Regions from separate parts of the Nothobranchius furzeri genome. Here region 2 is linked to region 1. A link is a contact called in public Micro-C data. All regions are on one chromosome and are shown on one strand. The core of a region is the stretch at or near the end of the contact, and the rest is flanking DNA. Distances in the headings are between cores, read along the strand shown. Region 1 overlaps LOC107394547 (oxysterol-binding protein-related protein 10). Region 2 holds the start of LOC107394544 (transmembrane protein 42).

Region 1 (7,504 bases), core at 1,566-4,065:
AGTTGGGTGCTTTTAAAGCTTAATATACTACTCTACACTTTGACCAATGTGATGTGAATTTCCTTATAAATATGGAAATCCAGTCTGATTGGTATTTAATGTTTAACCAGAAGATTTAGGATTCTTTGTTTATTCAGGGATTGTAGAACACTTTGTATTGACTCAAGAAGAGAGTCAGGTTTATAAAAAAGTATGAATTTATTTTCCAAACAATTAAAACACGACAAGTTAACTAATATTACTGTGATGGATGGATCTAGGAGGGTGGAATGTGATGTATGGTAACTATATGTGAATGTGAGGTTATCAGAACTTTCGTATCTAGAAGAACTGAGTTCTGGGTGTCAAAAGAATTGGTTTGCATTAACAATGAAGTTGGTTCTTATCAAAAAGGCATCAGACGCTATCGGTCATGTATACATACCCCAAGTGGAGACTCTCTTTTGGATCTGAGATGTCGGGGGGTCGGGTGGCCCCAAGGTACTGAAGTTCGTAGGAAAACCGCAGTACGACCAGGTCAGTCCAGAGTCGCCTCCAGGTCACGACAGGCTGAAACTAGTTTGCGTCTCGAACGGATTCTTAAGGAATCTTGCTATTAATCATTTCATATAACATTTGTTCTTTCCATGTCCCGATTGATTAACACATAAGCTGAAAACAGACACTCGCATAACAGTCCAGTCCGGCCTAGCTAACCAGGCAGGCTTGACACAGAAGGAGCTTGAGAAGGGAATGGTTTGTTGACAATATGTTATCATGTATTCCGAGCTGCAGAGAAGCCCGGACTCCAGCTGATGGAATGGAAGGATCTGGCAGATTAAAGGCCACAAATGTAGACTCCTGTCTCCATATGTCCAAATACTGAAGGGGTCCAACTGTACATGAAAACTGACCATTTCTGGACATTACATGTTCCTACCTGTGGAAACAGACAGCTGAATTCTCTGAGACAGCTTTCTGGATCCTTCCCTTAAGCTATGATGGTGAACAATCTTTGTTTTAAGAACATGTGAGAGTTGCTCTGAGACCCCCATGCTGCTACTCTTCAGAGGATATGCAGAGGAAGGAAACTTACAATTGGCCCCCTTAAAAATCCTTCCATCCATCCATTTTCATCCGCTTATCCGGAGTCAGGTCGCGGGGGCAGTAAGTCGAGAGGCCCAGACTTCCCTCCCCCCAGCTACTTGGGCCAGCTCCTCCGGGGGAATCCCAAGGCGTTCCCTGGCCAGGTGGGAGACATAGTCCCTCCAGCGTGTCCTGGGTCTACCTTTAGGTCTCCTCCCGGCTGGACGTGCCCGGAAAACCTCACCAGGGAGGCGTCCAGGAGGCATCTTGAACAGATACCCGAGCCACCTCAACTGGCTCCTCTCGATGTGGAGCAGCGAATCTACTCCGAGCCCCTCCCGGATGACCGGACTTCTCACCCTGTCTCTAAGGGAGCCCAGCCACTCTTCTGAGAAAACTCATTTCAGCCGCTTGTATCCGCGATCTTGTTCTTTCGGTCACTACCCAAAGCTCGTGACCATAGGTGAGGGTAGGAACGTAGATTGACCGGTAAATCGAGAGCTTCGCCTTCTGACTCAGCTCTCTCTTCACCACGACAGACCGGTACAACGCCCACATCACTGCAGATGCAGCACCAATCCACCTATCGATCTCACGCTCCAGTTTTCCCTCACTCGTGAACAAGACGCCGAGATACTTAAACTCCTCCACTTGGGGCAGGACCTCATCCCTGACCCGGAGAAGGCATTCTACCCTTTTCCGAATCAAGACCATGGTCTCAGATTTAGAGGAGCCGATTCTCATCCCAGCCGCTTCACACTCGGCTGCAAACCGCTCCAGTGAAAGCTGAAGATCACGTTCTGATGAAGCCAACAGGACCACATCATCAGCAAAAAGCAGAGACCTGATCCTCAGGCCACCAAAAAGGATGCCCTCCACACCTTGGCTGCACCTAGAAATCATGTCCATAACGGTTATGAACAGAATCTGTGACAAAGGGAAGCCTTGGCGGAGTCCAACTCTCACTGGGAACGAGCCCGACTTTCTGCCGGCCCCCTTAAATATTCTCTCATAATTAGATTCACTGTGTGTGGAGGTCAAGGGTCACTGGGCTTACCAAACCAATTCTGAGTTCCAATTATTAGTTCTAAATGTTTTGGGACCAATAAAATGAGCTCAGTGCCCACATGTATGCACCTGCCTAATTTTGTTTAAACTAAACACACTTTCTGTAAATCCTATAAACTTCATTTCACTTCTCAATTATGGACTTCTCCTTTATGATATGTTTACCTGAAAGTTTAGTCATAACAACTAACGATTTATACAGGAAAATCATGAGGATTAACAAGGCTCCCCAAACCTTCACATCCCTCTGTAGAGGCAGCTGATTTCAGACCAACCCAGTAAGTACATTCACGTGGCTCAATGCATCTGCAACATTCTGACAGATTTCTGCAAGCAGCAGCAATTTCCTCTTCACTTCCACCCGGAGTCACGCGTCGGATTCCCCTCCTGTTGGCTGCAAACGGAGCCTGAATGCAAATGGCCACAGCGGTGTTTCATAACTCACACGTGAAGCCTTTTATCATCCAGGATAATGGGCTTCTGTATTTATGCTGCTACTTACAAACAACCAAAGTGATCTAAAACTGACCTTGATCTGTAGAGTTCCTTTATGGAAGCAGCAGAGGAAAAAGCTGTGCGAAAAACGTCTTTAAAATTATTAACATTGATGTATTGGAACTCTGGGATGTAATCCCATACTTCCTGACCCAGAATGCTGCAGTACGTCTCTCCACCACAAGATGGCAAACTCGCCTTTCCTTAAAATCTTCCACACTTGATGTGAATTATTCCAATACTTCTGCTCAGATTTAGATATTTGTAACCGTTGGTATCAGTATGCTAATGCAAATTTAACAAAGTTAGCTAGATTGTTTCCCAAATTTATGTTTTCTGGAATCCCTTTGCTGTAATTTACCCACATCAACAACAAACTCTAGTCTTTCCTGTTGCCGTTTGATGTAGTTAGCTAAAAGTGAAGCTAACGCTAGCCCGTTCATGCAGCAGTATTTCATGTCGTTCAGACAGAAAGCTCACGTTTCTACTCGTTTCTCAGCCCACAACGAGTAGAAAAGCTCCCTCTTTCTGCCTCCGGTCATTTATTTTGTGGTTAGCTTGACAGGACTGTCAGCTCATTATGGGATGTGACGCGAGCGTTCAACGGGACTCTGGTAATTAGTTTAACCTTTTGACAAAAAGGATGTTAGGAGCAGGCGTGGTGGTGAAAGGGAAGATTTATCAACCATTAATCTTCCTCCTGTTCAGCAGACAGGATGACAAACGAGGATATATTTGATTCCCGTCAGGAAAACTCAAAAGAAAAATGAATGTGTACTTATATTTGGTTACATTTATATCCAAAACAAAAGAGTTTTGAATAAAATGCATCAAGATTTCAACCCGAGGACGACTTCTGTGGATTCTTGAAGAATTTTTGCTTCTCCTGCGACAAAGTTAGGATGTAAAATATCTTTAAGAATGAACAAATTTCCTGTTTTTGATTCAGCTTGTTAAGATCATCTGGTCTGGATGACGAGTCTCTGTTTATTTAGCAGAAATCAATTATTTAGAAAAAGGACGGTGTATGGCATATTGACAGATTTCCATAGTGATGAATACGTCTCAGTGCTTGTTGCTGTGATCCGTCCTACGACGGCTCAAAACTTGGTATATTAGTATTAACAGTTTTAAGAAAAGGAGATTAGCACAACAGTACTGTCTCCTGCTCTGATCTACACAACAAGCCTGAGTCACCTGCCGTTACTTCCTGCTGATGTGTCCAGACGGCCCTTTCTGCTGTAGCCAGAAAGGAGTCTCTGAAGACCTCCCGGGACCAGCTCAGCACCACCTCCATGCCGTGTGACCCACTTATTTGACAGCAGCTCTGTTGAAACTTTCAGAGGAGATGAGAGCTTCTCTTTCCGAGTGTGAACGCGAGAGACCGAAGGAGAGGAGGGGCAGAGATCCTGACTGCATCAACATTGGAAACGTAGCAAAGTCATTTCAGAGGAAGCAATGGTGAGAAAATGTGTTTGTTTGCCATATTTGACGAATTTTAGGGATGTTAGGGTTGCAGGAAACAACTTTGAAAGAGAGCCATCAGTGCACGATCTTTCCTTTGGAGAGTCCTTCCTTCAAGTTTATTAAACAGAAATTAAAATCATCCAATGGGAAGCAAAGCACAAGCAGCCAACCCTTGTTGATGCACTCTGGCATTTAATGGTGGGACCAGGGCTAACAAAGTGAGTTAAAGGGAATATTACATGGCGATTGTTCTTAAAGGTAATGCGGACATACTTTTCTTCTGGGTGGATCATTGGTCTGCATAACTGTCAATCATTCTGGTGAAGGCCGTCATGCGTGCTCGCTCTTCACTCCCGGGTTAGTTTTCACGTGTTTATTTTCGTTCTACATCTCCGTTCTCAGAGTTCTTTTGAAAATGGCTGAGAGTCGCAAGAAATAAGTGTCCACGCCTACGATAAGAAGGGAAAGGCACCCGAAGTGGGAAATAATACCAGATGTAATTTGGGAGACTCTTTTAGAGAAGGTTGGGCTCTCCACAGACACCTCTGTCACCAGTTTGCTGCTCGACAGGTAAGCTAAACCTGGTATGCTATTTGGAGAAATGCATTTCAGATGACCACTAGAAGTGGCGAGCGTAAGGCCGGCAGCTACTTGTAAACTGAGCGTGCACGGTAGAGTGGTGCATATTTTTCCGAGAGGGCGGTTCTTTCCTGAAAAATCAGAGCGTTTGCATTAGTTTTAAGTTAAATAGTTCTAAGGGGGATAACAAAGCATGTTTCCGAAGTTCTCTGCACTAAATCCTTCTCATGTGAAGATATTTCAGTAGTTTTATTCTTGATATTTTCAGCTCCTTCCAGAATGAGCCGTTTAAGGGCTCTGTCACTGTCAAGGGCTGGACCTGGTCACACCCACACCTATCCACAACTCAGGCTGCTATTAGCTGAGAAGCTCATTTCGATATCTGGGAGTGGCTCAGAGTAGAGCCACTGCTCATCCAGCAGCAGCTTTCTCTTATTAGTGAGAGATGGTTCTATGCTAATTTTCCCGTTTGTGACATCACAAACAGGGACTTTTTGAAACAGCTTATTTAAGGCACGAAATTCCTAAAACCAAACACATACAGAAAATGGGAGGATGGGTTTTATTCATGTTGAGTGTTAATAGAGGCAGCAGAGACCCGCACGACATCACAAAAGGTGAGCTTTGATTAATATGTCTGGTTTGACTTCAGCAAAGGTGATGAAACTCAACCTTTGAAGAGAAAAACCTTCGTCATCCTAATGTGTTTCTACGATGACTTCAATCACAATTTAGGATGAATTTAAAGGATTTCATATGATTTATTTTACAGGCAGCCAAATACCAGCAGTTAGGCGTTTTAAAAGCACTTTCACAAACACTAAATAGCATCTCTTACCTCGGCACCATGGGACAGACTCCTTTTCCTGAAGGCCGGGGAGGGCTCGGCTGACCGAAGAGGAGTCAGACCGCCGTTCTTCAGTTGCTCGCCTGAAGGTGACTTTGGTACAGTCCACACAGGAACACCATCTGAAAAACCACAAAGCTGCGTCAGAGATTGTCGGCTTTCAGTCCACAATAACGGGTTTGGATTTAGATCCTGGCTTTGTGTCGATGCGATCACAAAGAGACGATGGAGAAAACTCACGCCACTATCTGCTGTTTACTTCTGACGCTCAGCATTACAGGCGAGACAGTGACGGGGCTCGGTACACAGGAAATTGTGTCCTTTCAGATTTGATAGTAACTCCATCTTGTATCAACAGAAATACTGGAATAATCATTCCAGCTCCTGGCCTCCAGGATTTAAGTCCTCAGCAGAAATGCAAAAGGTAGACCTCTGGAAAAGCTGAGGATTTCATTTCTAGATATTTCTGTGTGCTCGTGGCCTAAATCAGATTTACACTCAGCTGCTAAAGTAATCTAGAGGAATCAAAAGGTGGGATGAAATAGGCATTTGATGCAATCCAAAAGAAAGTCAGGAATCTAATGATACATTATGTGAGAGCACTGAAAAAAGGGCTTCAATGGATGAAAGGGACATTCGCATGAATTTGAACATGGATTTAAAAATTATCAATAAATTACAGGAATCTACTTCAAAGCAGCTGACCGGAGTTTTTAAGGAATTATGTACGATGTTTTGGGAAATCCGTTAAGGTAATGGTCTTAGACTGGGATGTAATGTAGGCATTAAGTTAATTTATTTATTTAGCTAAGCTCGCTCCCTGTCTCTTAGAGTTCCATGCAATTTGAATTGAGCGCCACTCATCATTAGCTAATAGCATTAGACATTCGCTTTGTCAAACGCAGGGCGTGCACGTATTTGAGGAAGTCCCTAGAATGATGCAGAGTTGGCAAAATATTATTATGGACAAGGAAGACTTTAATAAATATATGTATGAATAAAGAGCACAACAAGACAATGTTAACCAAAAAACAATGTTTTGGCTGGCTAGAAGTGCACATAGAGGCTTTGGTTCCAGCTATTGTCACAGAAGTAGGGAAAGGGGCTTAAGATGCAGTACATTTTTCTGCCTCTAGATGGTGTCTTCTGACAAAAGAACTCTGGACTTCTGCTTTAAAGATCTTAAGTTATGACTATCACAGTACATTCATTTCTAAACTCTTTTTACCCCCAAAAAATATGTGATGGAAAAAGATTTGTGAAATGCACAATTTTGTTTTTGTAATATTTCAATTTGCTTAATAAAATTAAAGGTGCAATATGTAGGGGAAAAGTGAGAATGACATCCTATAGTCAAGTTTGATTACAGCTGTTCATTCTTTTAAACCAAAGGAGACTCTCATTCCCGTTCCGTGATTTTCAAGTTAGGGATCAGCACCAGAAGATTCTAGATGACAATTGAAGACAAGCCATGCACAGTAAACCGATGTGATGGCCACCACCAACGCTCGCTTCTAGCACCGTTCACTTTTAAAACCAGGGGAAACCCCAGATGTGTACTCACCATGCAAATACTTTTCAGATCGAAACATCTAATGCTTTTCCTCCCAGCTGTGGACGTTTTCTCCTTTTAGATACAACTGTTACCTGTAGTACTGGCTTCAAACTCTGATTGGTTCTTTTCTCCTCTAGTCCTGTCAGTTCCATTTGCTGATTGGTTCTCTTTTCTATTCTCCCATCTTTTCAGTTTTCTGGCTAGATTTTCATTACTATCAATTTTCGTTGTCGTCTTTTATTCGTCGATAAAAATGTTGATCATTATTCGTCATAATTTAGTCTTTCACAGAAGTACAAATTAAACTTGTCGTTTCATTTTTGTTCGCAAAAATGAATCAGTCATGAAAAAAACTTTTTTTTTTCATCAACTAAATTAACACTGCTTCTGGGTCACTCCTGTTTATCGGCCTTGGTTCTTTAAATCAC
Region 2 (7,504 bases), core at 1,770-4,269, 92 kb after region 1:
CGGTGCTGCAGTATTAGCTCACAGGAGACACAGCACCCCCACACTCACTGATGGTAAGCAGTAGTTACATCCCTCCTTCCTTTGTTTTGAAAGACAACCCGTGCAGCCAGCTGGATATGAAACATCTTCCAGTATAACCTTTCTTCTAAAATAACTGAAACTTTAGGCTCTTGGGATTTTATCACTGTAAAATTCTCACTATATTCTTACATATTGCACCTTTAAGGATGGTTATTGCCTGCCATCTAGTTACACATCCAAGGAATTTTTTTCAGCCAAGACACCAATGATTTTGGGAGCTACTGCCACCTACAGGCCGGGTATGGATTTGAACGCGCTTCACATTGCACTGGATTATTTTTATTTATTTATTTATTTATTTTGCTGAAAACGAGGTGGTGTACACCAATGTTTTTTCCTAGATAGGGAAAGATATTTGGTTTCACAAAAGCCCGGCTATGTGTACTCATGGCCTGTCTCAGTGCAGGCTGTTAGTCTCATGTGTCTCTCTTTGTTGGTTTGTTAAGGACTGGCAACCTGTGCAGAGTTAGCATAGCTGTTAACGAACCTGAAAAGAATGAGTCAAAAGCAATGCAAAATTTCCTTAAATAAATCATTAAAAATGTTCTGTTAACAAAATGAATGAGCATTGAGATTCTTCTCGCAGAGGTGTTTGTTTATTTTATTTTTTTCTAATAATCTTTTTCTACTAAGACTGGAATTTTTAGTAAACAACGGAGGATTTAAAACTTTTAGTCTGTACTTTTAAACTGCCTTTGGAAAGGCAGTGTAACAGGTTAAAGGTCAGAAATGTCATCACACTAATCAACCCACAGTCTGGAAGAGTCTTAAGATCATCGTGGAGAACAAGAGCAAAAAGGAGGGCACAGATATGGGAAGGCAGTGACAGACCTTAAGCTGAAATGTCACGAAAGCTCTCCGTGCATGGGTTCAATTATCGCTCAATTGAGCAGGAGCAGAAGAGTCCTAATTAGTGCTCCGACTTGACACTTGTGTTTGTCACAGGAGCCCTGGGCAGGAAACTCCAAGTGAGGAGATAACAGCTAATAGCGCCACTTGATTTGACGTTTTCTGCTCAGCTCACTCCAGAAAGATAATGGTGTCATAATGTGGAGGGCCGAGGACAAGCACCCCCTTGAAGCAAGCTGACACAATTTGTTTGTCTTCTGGATTGTCGTTGCTTTCCATTTTATTACATCCTTTCAGACATTAGGGGGAAAAATGATTGCAGATAAATTCCTAGAAAAATGTTCCTTTATAACTCTGATTCTAGTTTCCTTTAAAATCTCTTAAAATAAACAAACAGATAAATTGAGGTCTGAATTTTTTCTATGTAGATTGCAACAAACAGACAATATGCATGATTTGTATTATTTCTACAGTAATAGAAGTTATACATCTTGTGTAGCTTGCAGAAACCCCATTACAGGACACCAGCGACATCTACTGGGTGGAAAATACAGCATGACTCTCAGGCAATGGTGGTTGTACAGGGTGGGCCTGTTTATATTTATATGGATGCACCTTAATAAAATGGGAATGGTTGGTGATATTAACGTCCTGGTTGTGGCACTTTAGTATATGTGAGGGGGCAAACTTTTCAAGATGCGTAGTGACCATGGTGGCCATTTCGAAGTTGGCCATCTTGGATCCAACTTTAGTTTTTTTCAATAGGAAGAGAAGAGGGTCATGTGACACATGGGAAAATATTCTATCATATTACAATGTAGCTTAAATAAATGAAATGAAATGAATCTTATTTGACTTTTTAGTAGGACAGAAGACAAGCAAGACAAACACAGATGAATGATTCAGACCAGGTGCACTGCATGGTGGCCCTGTGGTTAGCACTGTTGCCTCGCAGCACGAAGGTCGCAGGTTTGAAACTTGGCTGCGGCCTTTCTGCGTGGAGTTGCGTGTTCTCCCCATGCATGCGTGGGTTTCTTCTGGGTATTCCGGTTTCCCCCACAGATCCCAGCATGCCCTGTAGGTTATAAATTGTAAGTCGCTTTGGATAAAAGCGTCTGCTAAATAAACATAAACATAGGTGCACGATTAAATGTATCTTCTGTTTGTCTCCTGCAGACAGGTAAAAGGAAGTTAGCTTTAATATTTCAGATTTTTTTTAAATCAGTCCAGGAACCATGCAGTTCCAGAGGGAGCCAATCACTCGACTTCATATTCTAGGACAGGAGCATCAAACTCACTGAGGCATTAAGGTTGCCCTCAAAGGGACCTGGAAGATAATGAATGCTATGACATTTCAATAAATAACAGTCGCTGTGTTTGATTATTATTTAACAAATGCTACTGTACATATTGATGTAACAGAAATTATTTTAATTTTTTAGGTTAAGAAACCCACAATATAATCACAATGTCTAAGTTTTACGCAAAATATACCGTCTTAAATATCAACATAGGTATAAACATCAAATGATCAGATTAACATTTTGCTAGTTTGAGCAAAAAACGTGCAATAACCTGGCCTTCCCCCAGAAACGTAACTCAAATAAAAGTACCTTTATTTTTGAAACTTTTTAGAAATTGTAGTGGAGTAAAAGTAAAAATTAATCTCATAAAGTTACTTAAAGTAGCAAAGTATGAGCTCTGTTTTTACTTGTACTTAATTACATCCATCACTGGCTACTGATGTTCCACCAGGTATACAAACCAAATAAAAATGTTTTCATACTTTTAATTTAACTTCAAGTGCAGTTTGTGTTTGATTCAGAGCGTATAAGGCAAAGCGGTTATAGCTTTATTTGTCTTTGTTCCAGGGACCCAACCAGAAGGGGGGAGTGGTGGCCGTGGGTGTTTCAGCTATTTTATTATTAAAATTGCTTTTCGTTGGATGGATTTAGTGCAGAGGCCTTCATGAACATGTTTGGTGTTGACCACTGAACTATTATAACTTAAGATAAAACGTCCCTTTTAAAAGACGGGTTTGGAATGTGAAACTACAATTCCCAGAATGCCACAGCGACTGTGCTGCGTGACTGCCTCCGGACGTGTCACGCAGCACAAGTGCAGGAAAATGCGATCACGCGCACACGCACACATCGGCAGCTCAACACAGGACCGTCCACAGCAGCAGCAAAAATGTAAAATAAATCACGCGGATTAGAGGATAATGTGCGTCGACTGCCGTCTCCATCATGTTCCCGGGAGTCATCTATGCATTACTGGCAGGCTTCCTCGGAGCCGTGGCGTCGTCGTCGGCCAAGCTGTCCCTCGGAGCGGACTACCTGAAGGGAGTCTGTGAAACCGGACTCCGGACGTGGGGAGAGCAGCGGAAATTTCGTCAAGCGGACGAAACTACAGCGTGTGACCGGGTGAGTGAAAGATGAGCACCGTCTCCACGTCTGGGGGGTGAGGTTGCGGATGTTGTCCTCCCCCCGCCGTCCCAATCCCCCCTGACTCCCTCAGCATCAGCATCACAGGAGCTCGTGCGGCGCTCGTGGATGTGTCCGCGTGCTGAAGGACGCCACAGCTCCGTGATGTATCGCGTTACTTTTTTAGTTATAGCGAGTCCGTGCTTATGTGAGCCTCCTTGCTGCCGCAGATTGACAATTAAAGCTTAGAAACAGGTAAGCTTATGATTAATACGCACGAGAAGGGTTGGATGCGTCATAACATTTGAGCTGGTCTGTTTTCAGAGGATGAATTAGAAAAGGATCAACCCTATAGGGTATCCTTCTCTATTAAGGTCACATCAAACTGGGGAACATTATTTCTATTATTATTTTTTTATCTACCAGGAAGTTTTCATAGATTAGCAATCTTCTTGTAAAAGGCAGACATATAGCAGCAAGTTTTAAAACACAGTTAAACCCAGATTACATTAAAAACTGAATCAATACATTTTAAGGAGGTTGTTGGTTAATTCAGCATTAGTATTTAGAAAAAAGAAAAGGGAACACATTAATGCAATTACATTTGTGGTGTCACTTTCTAAATAGTCCAAGACCATGTAAAATTTAAATAAGCATCTTGTCGGTTATGTTTTTAGGAGTTTCATTGACATTTAATGTTTTATGTAACGCTTTTATTTTGAAGTTTTTGTTTAATTTGATGGAGCTGCAGTACATGTAAATGTGGATCATGTAACTCGGAGTAAAATTCAAATGTGTTGTGCAACATTAAAAGTGCATTATGTGAAGAAAGGGTGACACCCTGTGGTTACATTTGGGTACTGCTGTCCATTTTCTAAACTAAATTTGTGACTTCCTCACCGCTGTTCCGTGAGATTCATGGTTATTGCCAGTTATGGATCAGAGCTGGAATATTCTAGATGACGAGCGAAGATGAGTCATACACAGCAAGTCGATAAGTAGATGAATAGCGTAGATTTCCTCTTGACATTGGTGGGGACTTGTAAATCTATTGAAAAATAGCTCTGTCCTCAACCTTCTTCTTTTTATCTTCCATCCTCATATAAACTACTTTTGTAAGACCATTTTGATTAATACAGTCAGACAGGACGTGGTGAACAGCGCTTTTATTGTGACAACCGGAAGCGTGCGGGCTGGTTGTTGGGGAACTTGCCTGCTGTAATGTAAGGTGACAGTGGTGTTGATAAAAGAGCCTCTCGAGTTCATGGCCGTCATCCTCTCTTCATGTGCAGCTTTTGTCATCCTCTCAGGACCCTCGGTTTTACTCGCTTTTGGCCCCATGTGTCATGTCGCGTTGCAAACACACGAGACTTGCAAAGGACCGGAGCAATTTCCGTCAGGCTTTGGCGCTGCTAACAACCAGCGTAGTTTGCCTCACGGGCTTGTTGTTTTTAGCGGAGGCGGTCAAATTATTGGTGGGGACTATTTGGTCATCGCTGGATATTGGTTGGGACATGTCACCCACGTCCATGCCAAATCTACGCCCTGTCACGGTGAACGAGGTGGAGACAGCGGACCATGTGTGGATGAGCTGAGAAGGAGGTAAAAATGCAAGCCTCGGATAAAGTAAAAATGGTTTAATGGCAGGATGGGATGAACAGGAACAACACCAACAAACAACAACAATGATCTGACAAAAGACAGGGGCAAAACAGGTGGTATAAATACAGAGGGCTAATTAGGGAAACATGGGCAGGTTAACGAGGGACAGGTGAGAACAATAAGGGTAATCAAGGCAGGAGAGGAACACAGTCAGGAGGACAGGGGCAGAACGTGACAGTACCCCCCCTTAAGGGCGGATACCAGACACCCACAAGGCCACACAACACAGGAGACTGGGGACTCGAAGACGAGACTTGGACTGGAACGTGGAGACGAGACTTGACAGGAGCAGGCGTGGGACCCAGGCAGAGAACTGCAGGAGCAGGCGTGGGACCCAGGCACAGAACTGCAGGAGCAGGCATGGGACCCAGCAGAGGCTGCAGCAGCATGAGACCTGCAGGCATAAGCCCCACAGCGTGGACCAGGAAGTGGACAATCTGTAGAAGCGACGCCAGAAAACCAGGATCGGCGGCAGGCACTCGACAGCCGGTCAGAGCAGGTGCACGGCACGATTAGCTGGATCTCAGGAAGAGGCTTGGGTGCTGGGAAGCAGAAGAGCGGGGAGACCAGCTCTACCACCCCGGAGAATGATGGCATGCGTAGGGGGTGTAACTCCCTTAAAGCTCAAGGATCCGCGGCTTCCATGACAAAAACGGGACGGGGGCCAAAAGCAGGAGAGGAGAAGGGCTCGACCACCACAGGAAACGAACTGGATGCGCCGAAACCCACCCAGAGGCTTGACCACCCCGGAGAACAGGTAGGATGCGCCAACACCCTGGGCCAGAATCTCCTTCTGCTAAAGGAGAAAAAAGTAAAAAATAAATCCTCCAGGGAGCAGGTGTTAGCTCACCACAGGTCCAGGTTTGGTCAGATCATTCTGTCACGGTGAACGAGGTGGAGACGGCGGACCATGTGTGGATGAGCTGAGCAGGAGGTAAAAATGCAGGCTTCGGATGAAGTAAAAATGGTTTAATGGCAGGATGGGATGAACAGGAACACCAACAAACAACAACAATGATCTGACAAAGGACAGGGGCAAAACAGGCGGTATAAATACAGAGGGCTAATTAGGGAAACATTGGCAGGTTAACGAGGGACAGGTGAGAACAATAAGGGTAATCAAAGCAGGAGAGGAACACAGTCAGGAGGACAGGGGCAGAACGTGACATTTGACTGTATTAGCGACAACACATACACGTTGCAGACTTAACGGCAGCAGTGGAAGAGTTGGGTTGCTGTTAGCCAATCAGAGACGAGATGTCCACATATCATGAATAATACTGAGCAAGACTCTAAATCCCGCTGTTTTCTGCCCCCTTCTCCTCTGGCTGCCTTTTACTTCCCGAAACAGAACCAAAGCTTTTTCCCAAGAGAACGACTCCCAAGGCACTCATTCGTACCAGAGACCACAGCAGACTTATTGAAATTATAAGTGATCTAGACCTATTTCAGGAACCCTGACTATAAAAAGCATAAAGTGTAGCTGGCGTGAAAAGTGTGTGACTGGACTCGTCTCTTATAAAATATGTTTTAGCTCCACATCCCTCTGAGGCTCCTGTGTGGCGGACTTCTTTTCACCTGCAACGCTGTGATGTGGACGTTCCTCGCCAAAGCTCTCAGGTATTCCTCGTCCTCCACCCGAGCCACTGTGACCACCACTGCCTCCAACTTCATATCTTCCGTAAGTAGGTCTGTTGAGGGTAAAGCTAATTTAATGGACCTGATCGCTTTTCTTTGCTATTTAAGCTGCCCTATTTTAGAAAGTAGGCCAAATTATCTTCTGTAATAAGATGTCAGTCTCTTTAGCTTTCACTCTCTAACCCAAACCCTCTAAAACCTTTAGAAGGGAAAATAGATTTTTCTTGTTCTTTCCTTGCAGGCTTTCCTGGGCCAGCTGATCTTTGGGGAAGCTCAGATCACACTGTGGTGGGTTGGGATTTCTCTGACCTTCTCTGGGCTGTTGGTCCTGCAGAGAGTTTCACCACAGGATAGACACCAGAATGCAGTCGCCATGAAGGACGAATGACACCGCCAGCTGGCTGTGTTGTGCTGTGGCTGAAACCGCCTATTGCTTTTCTACAAAAAAAACCAAAGACCAGTAAAATCTGAAACTTTACTTGCTCTTTTAGTCGCAGGGCAGACATTCTGCAGTGAGAGAACAAGAGGAATTTGTTGTAGTCTTCCAGTCAGATTAAACTATTCCCATTTGTCCTGTAAGACGCTGACGGTTTGGCAGTTTTCTCATGAAACCCTGACGATGCAGCTAGAGGAGATGCTGGCTCAGAGTCAGCTACAGCACAGCTACAGATTGGCTGGTGGAGAGAAGCTGAGCAGATGCGTCCCACAAGCTCTGAATAATCAGGAGGTGCACAAAGAGGCAGACATTATTTTAGCTTCATTTTACTTTTGGGTAATCCAGGCAACACAGCACAAAAAATGAAATCGTAAGCTGAAAGCATATAAAGCTGATGCAAAAAATAAAAACT

Evidence for each region. Hi-C and Micro-C count contacts between places; a contact is called where the count stands out from the background.
Region 2: a Micro-C map of tail fin shows a contact between it and region 1, with 16 times the contacts expected there. The contact joins the promoter of LOC107394544 here to the enhancer-like site in region 1. A contact is called at or near these places in 2 of 2 Hi-C or Micro-C datasets (skeletal muscle and tail fin).

The regions. Positions count from the first base shown.
Region 1 is chr19:8,062,851-8,070,354 of NfurGRZ-RIMD1, forward strand. LOC107394547 (oxysterol-binding protein-related protein 10) reads right to left here. Exons shown (of 12, transcript XM_070547597.1): 6 at 5,513-5,643. Among protein-coding and RNA genes, the nearest start is that of LOC107394547, 77 kb to the right of the region's middle. Within about 2 kb of position 2,816, at least 1 of the 3 cell types and tissues checked has an H3K27ac peak or open chromatin away from gene starts, as enhancers often do. A contact at or near this core is called in tail fin, where this site is marked.
Region 2 is chr19:8,154,326-8,161,829 of NfurGRZ-RIMD1, forward strand. It overlaps LOC107394544 (transmembrane protein 42), which reads left to right and starts at 3,020. Exons shown (of 3, transcript XM_015973518.3): 1 at 3,020-3,356; 2 at 6,553-6,699; 3 at 6,898-7,504. The coding sequence starts at 3,180. The coding sequence ends at 7,044.